Linked DNA regions of Mus musculus: region 1 is linked to region 2. A link is a contact called in public promoter capture Hi-C data. All regions are on one chromosome and are shown on one strand. Each heading gives the region's core, a stretch centred on a gene start, on an enhancer-like site or on the middle of the called end of the contact. The rest is flanking DNA. Distances are from core to core; before and after follow the strand shown. Region 1 holds the start of Gstt3 (glutathione S-transferase, theta 3). Region 2 holds the start of Adora2a (adenosine A2a receptor).

Evidence for each region. Promoter capture Hi-C pulls out the DNA fragments that hold promoters and counts their contacts.
Region 1: a contact with region 2 is called in a promoter capture Hi-C map of second pharyngeal arch cranial neural crest. The contact joins the promoter of Gstt3 here to the promoter of Adora2a in region 2. A contact is called at or near these places in 3 of 39 promoter capture datasets (cranial neural crest, neutrophils and second pharyngeal arch cranial neural crest) and 3 of 115 datasets of contacts at active chromatin or transcription factors (bone marrow-derived macrophages, memory CD8 T cells and pancreatic cancer cells).

Annotation. Positions count from the first base shown.
Region 1 is chr10:75,779,580-75,783,044 of GRCm38.p6, reverse strand. It overlaps Gstt3 (glutathione S-transferase, theta 3), which reads left to right and starts at 1,631. Exons shown (of 5, transcript NM_133994.3): 1 at 1,631-2,198. The coding sequence starts at 2,087.
Region 2 is chr10:75,315,394-75,318,596 of GRCm38.p6, reverse strand. It overlaps Adora2a (adenosine A2a receptor), which reads right to left and starts at 1,720. Exons shown (of 3, transcript NM_009630.3): 1 at 1,450-1,720.

The DNA.
Region 1 (3,465 bases), core at 382-2,881, 460 kb before region 2:
GAAAGATTGGATGTTGCTGTAGTTGGGAGTGGGGACGGGGAGAGGTAAACAAAGGTGACTTGTGGAGACCCGTTACACACCAAAGGGAAGAGGTGGGGAAATGAAGGGGCCTCTCCCTTCCAGTTTAGAGAGGTCAGCTTCCACTATGGCAAACAGACACTAAACGAGGGGGATAGGTATTCCTTAGAGAGAACGTCTGGTCGGGAGGTAGGAAGTGGGGGGAACACTCTAGAATGAACTGGGGACCTGGGAGGTGAGAGACTCTCAGGACTCAAAAGGGAGAGACTTTGGATGAAGGGCTCTACAGTGGGGAGGGAAGCTTGTAGTCAGGACAGGACATTAAGTGGAGGGATGGGATTCCCATCCCAGTCAAAAGTTCTGACTCAGAATTCTTGCAGTCTGAAGGAACTGCAGGGACAAAAATGGAGAAGAGCCTGAGAGAAAGGGTGTCCAGTGACAGGCCCAACTTGGGATCCAGCTCAAGGAGAGGCCCCAGGGCCTGACATTATTACTGATGCTATGGTGTGCTTACAGACAGGAGCCTAGCATGACTGCCCTCTGAGAGGCCCGACAAGCAGCTGAAAGTCAGATGCAGACACAAGCACCCAACCAATGGACAGAAGCTTCGGCCCCCCTGTGAATTGGGGAAAAGCTGGAAGAAGCTAAGGAGGAGGGGCAGCCCCATGGGAAGACTGGCAGTCTCAACTGACCTGGACCTCTGAGATCTCTCAGACACTGAGCCACCAACCAGGCAGCATACACTAGCTGGTTCGAGGCCCCTGACACATATACAACAGAGGAATGCCTGGTCTGGCCTCAGTGAGAGACTTGAGGCCCCAGGGAGTGAGGAGGTCTGGTGAGGTGGGGGTGGGGTGGGGACATCCTCTTGGAGAGGAGGGGTAGAGGAGACAGGAGATGGGGGTGGTGGTAGTGACCTGGAGGGGGATGAAGACTGAACTGTAAAAAGGAATTAAAGAATTAAAAAAAAAATGTCTGGAACCAGGAAGACAAAGCCATTCTCAAGTTTCCCAATAATCTGTGGTGCCAAGACACTTTTTTTTTTAAAGAATTATTTGTTTATGTCTATGAATACATTGTCACTCTCTTCAGACACACTGGCAGAGGATGTCAGATCCCATTACAGATGGTTCAGGACCTCTGGAGGAGCAGTCAATGCTCTTAACTGCTGAGCCATCTCTCCAGCCCTTGTAGTAGTAGTAGTTGTTGTTGTTGTAGTTGTTGTTGTTGTTGGTGGTGGTGGTGGTTAGTTGGTTTTCCCCCATCATTTGGAGATTTGGGGAAATGATGATGTCATATAGGACTTAGGTGCCCCTGGCTGCCACTGAAGATTCCTTTTCTTTTTTTTCTTTTTCTTTTTCTTTTTTTTTTTTTTTTTTTGCATTAGGCGGAGAAGTTTTATCCAATCCTAGGCATGTCTTCAATCCTCCCTCCTGCTAGAGGGATTAGCTGGGGTGAAATAAATAAGAATAAGGAGGCCTGATCATTTCCCTCACGGGGTGTGGACCTAGCATTTACATACTTGGCCACTCATTACAACCAACCTGAGTCCTGGGCCCAAGGAACTGGATGGGATTGGTAGTCTCACTTCCTTCTTCCTTTCTGTGTCAAGGATCTCCGAAGCCACTCCTCCCTCAACCTTTTTTGTGAGTGGAGGGAAAGAAAGTGAATTTGAGGGCAGTTAGCACGGCTAATCTGCCCCTAAATTCACCAATAGAGACGCCGGTTGTGTCAGTTTTTCCTTTACTGGGTTCCGTTCCTCATTTGGCTGAAGCACGGAGGTACAGGGGCCAGTTTGGCTCCAAACCAAGACTCGGGCTCATAGTTCAGGTTCATCTGTTTCGGGGGTTAACTTGCAGTCCGGCACTGATTGGCCCAAAGTTCTTGTGGTCATCCAATGGGAAGGAAGATTGGGATCGAGCTCCGATCGAGGCTAAGAGGCACTTGAGGAGCTGGGACCCAGCCGTTCCTGCTCGCCGTTGCGGCTGCTCCGGCTTCTGTCCCCAGAGGCAGTTCACCCGAGGCTAGTTCCCGAGGTCTGCCAGCGGCTACTCCCACAGCCTCCGCCATGGGTCTGGAGCTCTACCTGGACCTGATGTCCCAACCCTGCCGTGCTGTCTACATCTTCGCCAAGAAGAACGGCATCCCCTTCCAGCTGCGTACCATAGAGCTGCTTAAAGGTGGGCTCAGTTGGCAGGCTGGGAAGTGTGCAGCCTTCTGTACGGAGCACCTCCCACCTCTGCAGCGGGTGGGTGACTGGCCAGGCCAGGTGTGCAAAAGCCGCTCCCGTGAGAAAGCAGTTGTATCAGTTATCAGCTGTGAATTTTTAAAGGACCTTTTCCTAGTGAATAACATCAGTCCCAATACCGGATGCAAAGGCGCCCTGGAAGCTACGGCGAGAGGAGGGGAGCTGGGCTTGAAAATCTCACCTTTGGAGATTTAAGAATGGTGATCCTTCTTAAAGACTTTGGAGAGAAAAAAAAAAGTTGAACTAACTCCTTTCCTAAATGAGGGAACCTCGTCTTGCATTTCTGCATGCTGGGCTAGAAAAGGGTTGTTTTGCTTGGGTGGGTGATCTTTCACTCAAGACTCTTGTGTGTTTCCTGTCCACCAGAGCAAGTCCCCTCCAGTGTCCAGGCTTGCGTGCCATTAGTTGTGTGTGTGTGTGTGTGTGTGTGTGTGTGTGTGTGTGTGTGTGTATTTTACTGGGGACCGAACCAGGATATCTATTATATATGCCACCACCGAGCCATGCTCCCAAAGCTCTTTCTACTTGTCATTTTGAGAAAGAGTCGCAGTAAGAACAACAGCATCCTCTTACAACTTCATACCATGCAGGTGCTTAAAGGTGGGCTTTGCTGGCTGGCCCGGAAGTCTGCAGCCTGCTGAACTTATGCAGCCGTTGGCAGTCAGGCGAGGGGTGCAAGTGAGTCCCGGTGTTGCGCTCTCAGTTAGCCCAGTGAAACATTGAACTGGTTGAGTTTCCCAAGAAGCTGAATTACAGGCTTGCCAGACCCGCTTCACCCCCCCTCTCCTCCCCTCCTCCCCCAGATCACACACAAACACACCTGCTTCTAGATGTTAACTCTATAAAAGTTGCCAATCAGCTTGAGGGTTGAGTGAAAGGACAGTGGGAGGGGCCACTCTGCCTTGAGTTGGAAAATCACTGCTCTGATTAGCCTTGGGGGGGACGGGGGGAGTGGGGCAGAAACCCAGCTACTGAAGCAGGTTTCAGTAGAGGCAGAGTTACAACTGGACCGGAGCTTGGAGAGTCGGTGGGGGAGGGGCAAGCAGAGACTCCAGAACTTCTTATTTAGCTGAGTCCTATTTAGCTCCAGTACCTCTTCAGTACATCCAGATTGAGTCGCAAGACGGGGGCTGCACATGGACAGTTTGTGAAAGGAGAATGGGCAAAAGCAATGGAGTCCATTCAGTGGAAGGAAAGAC
Region 2 (3,203 bases), core at 471-2,970:
ACACCAAAAATCTTTGACCCATTAGCAGGACACTGGAGATCACCCACTGCTTCTTCTGCCTGGCCCACGGTTTGTCTCGTACTACTTGTGTGGGCTGACCTTAGCCTAACTTCAAGCCATGAGCAGGAAGGCTAGCCCAGCCCAGAACAGTCATGGTCAGCCTCTAAGGGAATGCGCACTGGCTAGGGGTTGCTCAAGAGACACTAGAACTTGAGAGAACCTGGGAAGTCCCAGAATGCAAGGGCTGAGCTTTGAGATCTTGATACCATACTCAGGGACCCACCGATCTTTGAGCAGCGACTACAAAACCAAACAGGCAGAGCCTTCCTAACTCCCTGTCCCAGAAAAGCTCTCCATCATCGTCTTAAGGGTCCTGGCACCTAGGACATCCTTGGTTGGTTGTGAGCAACCTCCTGAAAGCCCACGAGGTCTGGGAGTAGAGGAGGAGCTGGGCAGTAGAGGCAGAGATCGGGCAACCAGCACAGAGTCCCAGGTAGAAGGACAGAGAACAGGCTCTCATCTCAGGGAGGCAAAGTGCAGTCTATGGTTGGGTAAGGAGAGGGATTCAAATCCCTCCTGAGCCATTCTGGGGAGAAGGAGTCCTGGCGATTGTCTGGCTGCTGCATCTGTCTCTCTGGTCCACTGTGAATTCCTGCTCCTCCCATTACATGGGCGGGCAAGATTAGTCTAAAGGTTCCAAAGGCAGTGCCCATCCTCTGCCAAACCCTTGAGAGTTGTTACCGTTCCCGCCATTTGCACCCCTGCTTTGGGCACCCCCAGGCACCCACCCTGTTGTCCACTGGACTCTCCGCAGTGCCCTAAGTTCCCGCCACCACAGTCAACAGGATGCTCCCCTCCCCCGGGTTCCAAACTCCCCTGCTCTTGCCGTGCCTTCCCCGAAGCAGCCGGTGCCCGCTTGAACCCCCAACCCGAGAGTCTGACCCGCCTACCTCCGGCCGCGCCTCGACGTCCGCAGCCTAGCTTTGGTAGGGACGCGCCCTAAAGGGACTTGTGTGCTTGCAGGTTCAGTCCCCTCCGCGCGGCGACAAATCGACGGCTGTAGCAGCTCGTGTCGCCGGCGGGTCTAGACGACTGTAAGGCATCCCGCTACCCTGCCTTACTCGAGCCCCTTCCTCCCTAGCTGCCCTTGAGCACTTTCCGGTCGCCGAGGACCGCCCCGATGGCACCACACTTGAGATGTGACCGCGCCGAGGACCCGGGCTGCTACCGCTCCCGAAGTGGCCAGGGCAGGCTCGGACCTCGGCACCCGCGAACTCCCCTCCCGACAGCAGGAAGGAAGAAGGGTCGGAGGGAGCGGCGGGCGCTCCGAGGGGCGGGAGGACCCTGGTTCGCTCAGACCTCCAGGCTCCGCAGCCTCCGACGGCCACAACCGCCAAGATGCCCACCCGAAAACCCCCAGGGTCCCCGGGACCCAGGACCCCCGCTGACCTGCCTCTTGCTCTGGCTCCCACCGTCTCAGCGACCGCTCGGGCTCCAGCTCCGGCCGCGCCGCTCATGGGCGCACCCTGCAGGCGACTTCGAAACCAGCGCTGCTCCCGCCCCGCCCCGCTGCTGGGGGAAACCGAGGCCTCGAGGCGGGAACCAGGGGAAACTGTCTCTGGAAGGGCGAGGTGGTGATGGGTCCGGCAGCAAAGCACCCTTCGCCCCAACGTGGGCGCTTCAGGTCCACGCGTCCTGACCGCCTCCTCCAGCGCCACTCCCACCCCCACCCGAGTGCCCCCACCCATGAAGCCTTGGCGCCCCACCCCTCTCCGGTGGCTCCTCCACAAGGCATTAGGCTGTCTATGCCACTCTGGTCCTCCCAGTTTTGCCCTTTATCGGAGCTAAGCTGCCCTGATGCTGTTATGACCCAAGCTGCTTCACACCCGACCCTAGGCCGGGGCTGGGGGCGGAGGGGGGTTGGTCCTTTACAGTTCTTACATCTCTGATGCCTGTGAACCGTGACTCCTCCCCCACATCTTTACTTCTCTGAACTACTGAGCAAGGAGGGAGTGCATCTGCACCACAGCCTAACTAGGACTCTCAGACTTCTGGGCTGGGAATCTCCTCCTCTCACGACTGGAGGCAGCTGGACCCAAAGTGGAATCTTGTCTTTCTGGAAGGATTTGCAAATCTCAATCTGTTCACAACAGGGCAAGCCCTTCACACAAGGCCACAGCCTTTCTGGAACCTTGTCTTCTAGAACCTTTGCAACCCACAGGCTGTCTGGTTAGAGGAAAGTATGAGGGGAGGCTTGCTGAGAGCCAGGCTAGACCCCCGGGGGGCTGCAGTCAGGATGGGAAGGAATATCTCTTCAGAAGTAGGCACATAGTGAGTGCAGGTGCCAATGTCTGCCTTTGAAATGGTGATTGTCATCTACCAGGACTTGACTTGGACGCCCCCCACCCCATCTCTCAGGCTCATTCTTCCAAAGTCTGACCTTTTATTTCCATTTGATGAGCCCACCCTCGCAGTGTTACAGCATCTGTGGGGTAGAGGGTGTGCCTGTGTCTACAGATCTGGTTAGAGTAGGGACCTTCGTGCAATTTGCTTTAAACCTGAGATCCTCTGGAGGGAGCACAGAAGACTGGAGCACTGCCATCTCAGCTTCAGTTAAGAAGCCTAAAACCATCACCAAGCAGGACCAGTGCCAAGGGCTGCCCTGACACTGGCGTGCGTCGCCATGTGCCTTGCAGGGGTAAGGATGAGACACGATCAAGCTAGGGTCTATTCTCAAACTGGACTCTGCGTGTTTGTTCCTGAGTTCTCTTGGGGGAGCAATACTATCCTGCCCATTCCTGTCAAGACTCGTGTCCTGGGATGACTATCTTAAAAATGCCCCATTGAAGGGGATATGGGGACTCATGAAGTAGAGACCAACTCTTGGCCAGTTCTGGGGATCCCTCCTCTCTCTCAACCATTCCAATTCCAGGGCCCAGCACCTTTCTCCAGGGGGACCCTCCTAGAGCAGTGGTTCTCAACCTGTGAGTCACAATCCCTTTGGCAAACCTGTATCTCCAAAAATACTTATATTATGATTTATACTAGCAGGAAATTACTGTTACAAAGCAGGGAAGAAAGAGAGAGAGGGAGAGAGGGAGAGAGGAAAAGGGAGAGAGGGAGAGGGAGGGAGGGAGAGAGAGAGAGAGAGAGAGAGAGAGAGAGAGAAGAGAATTTTGTGGTTGGGTGTCACTACAACACGA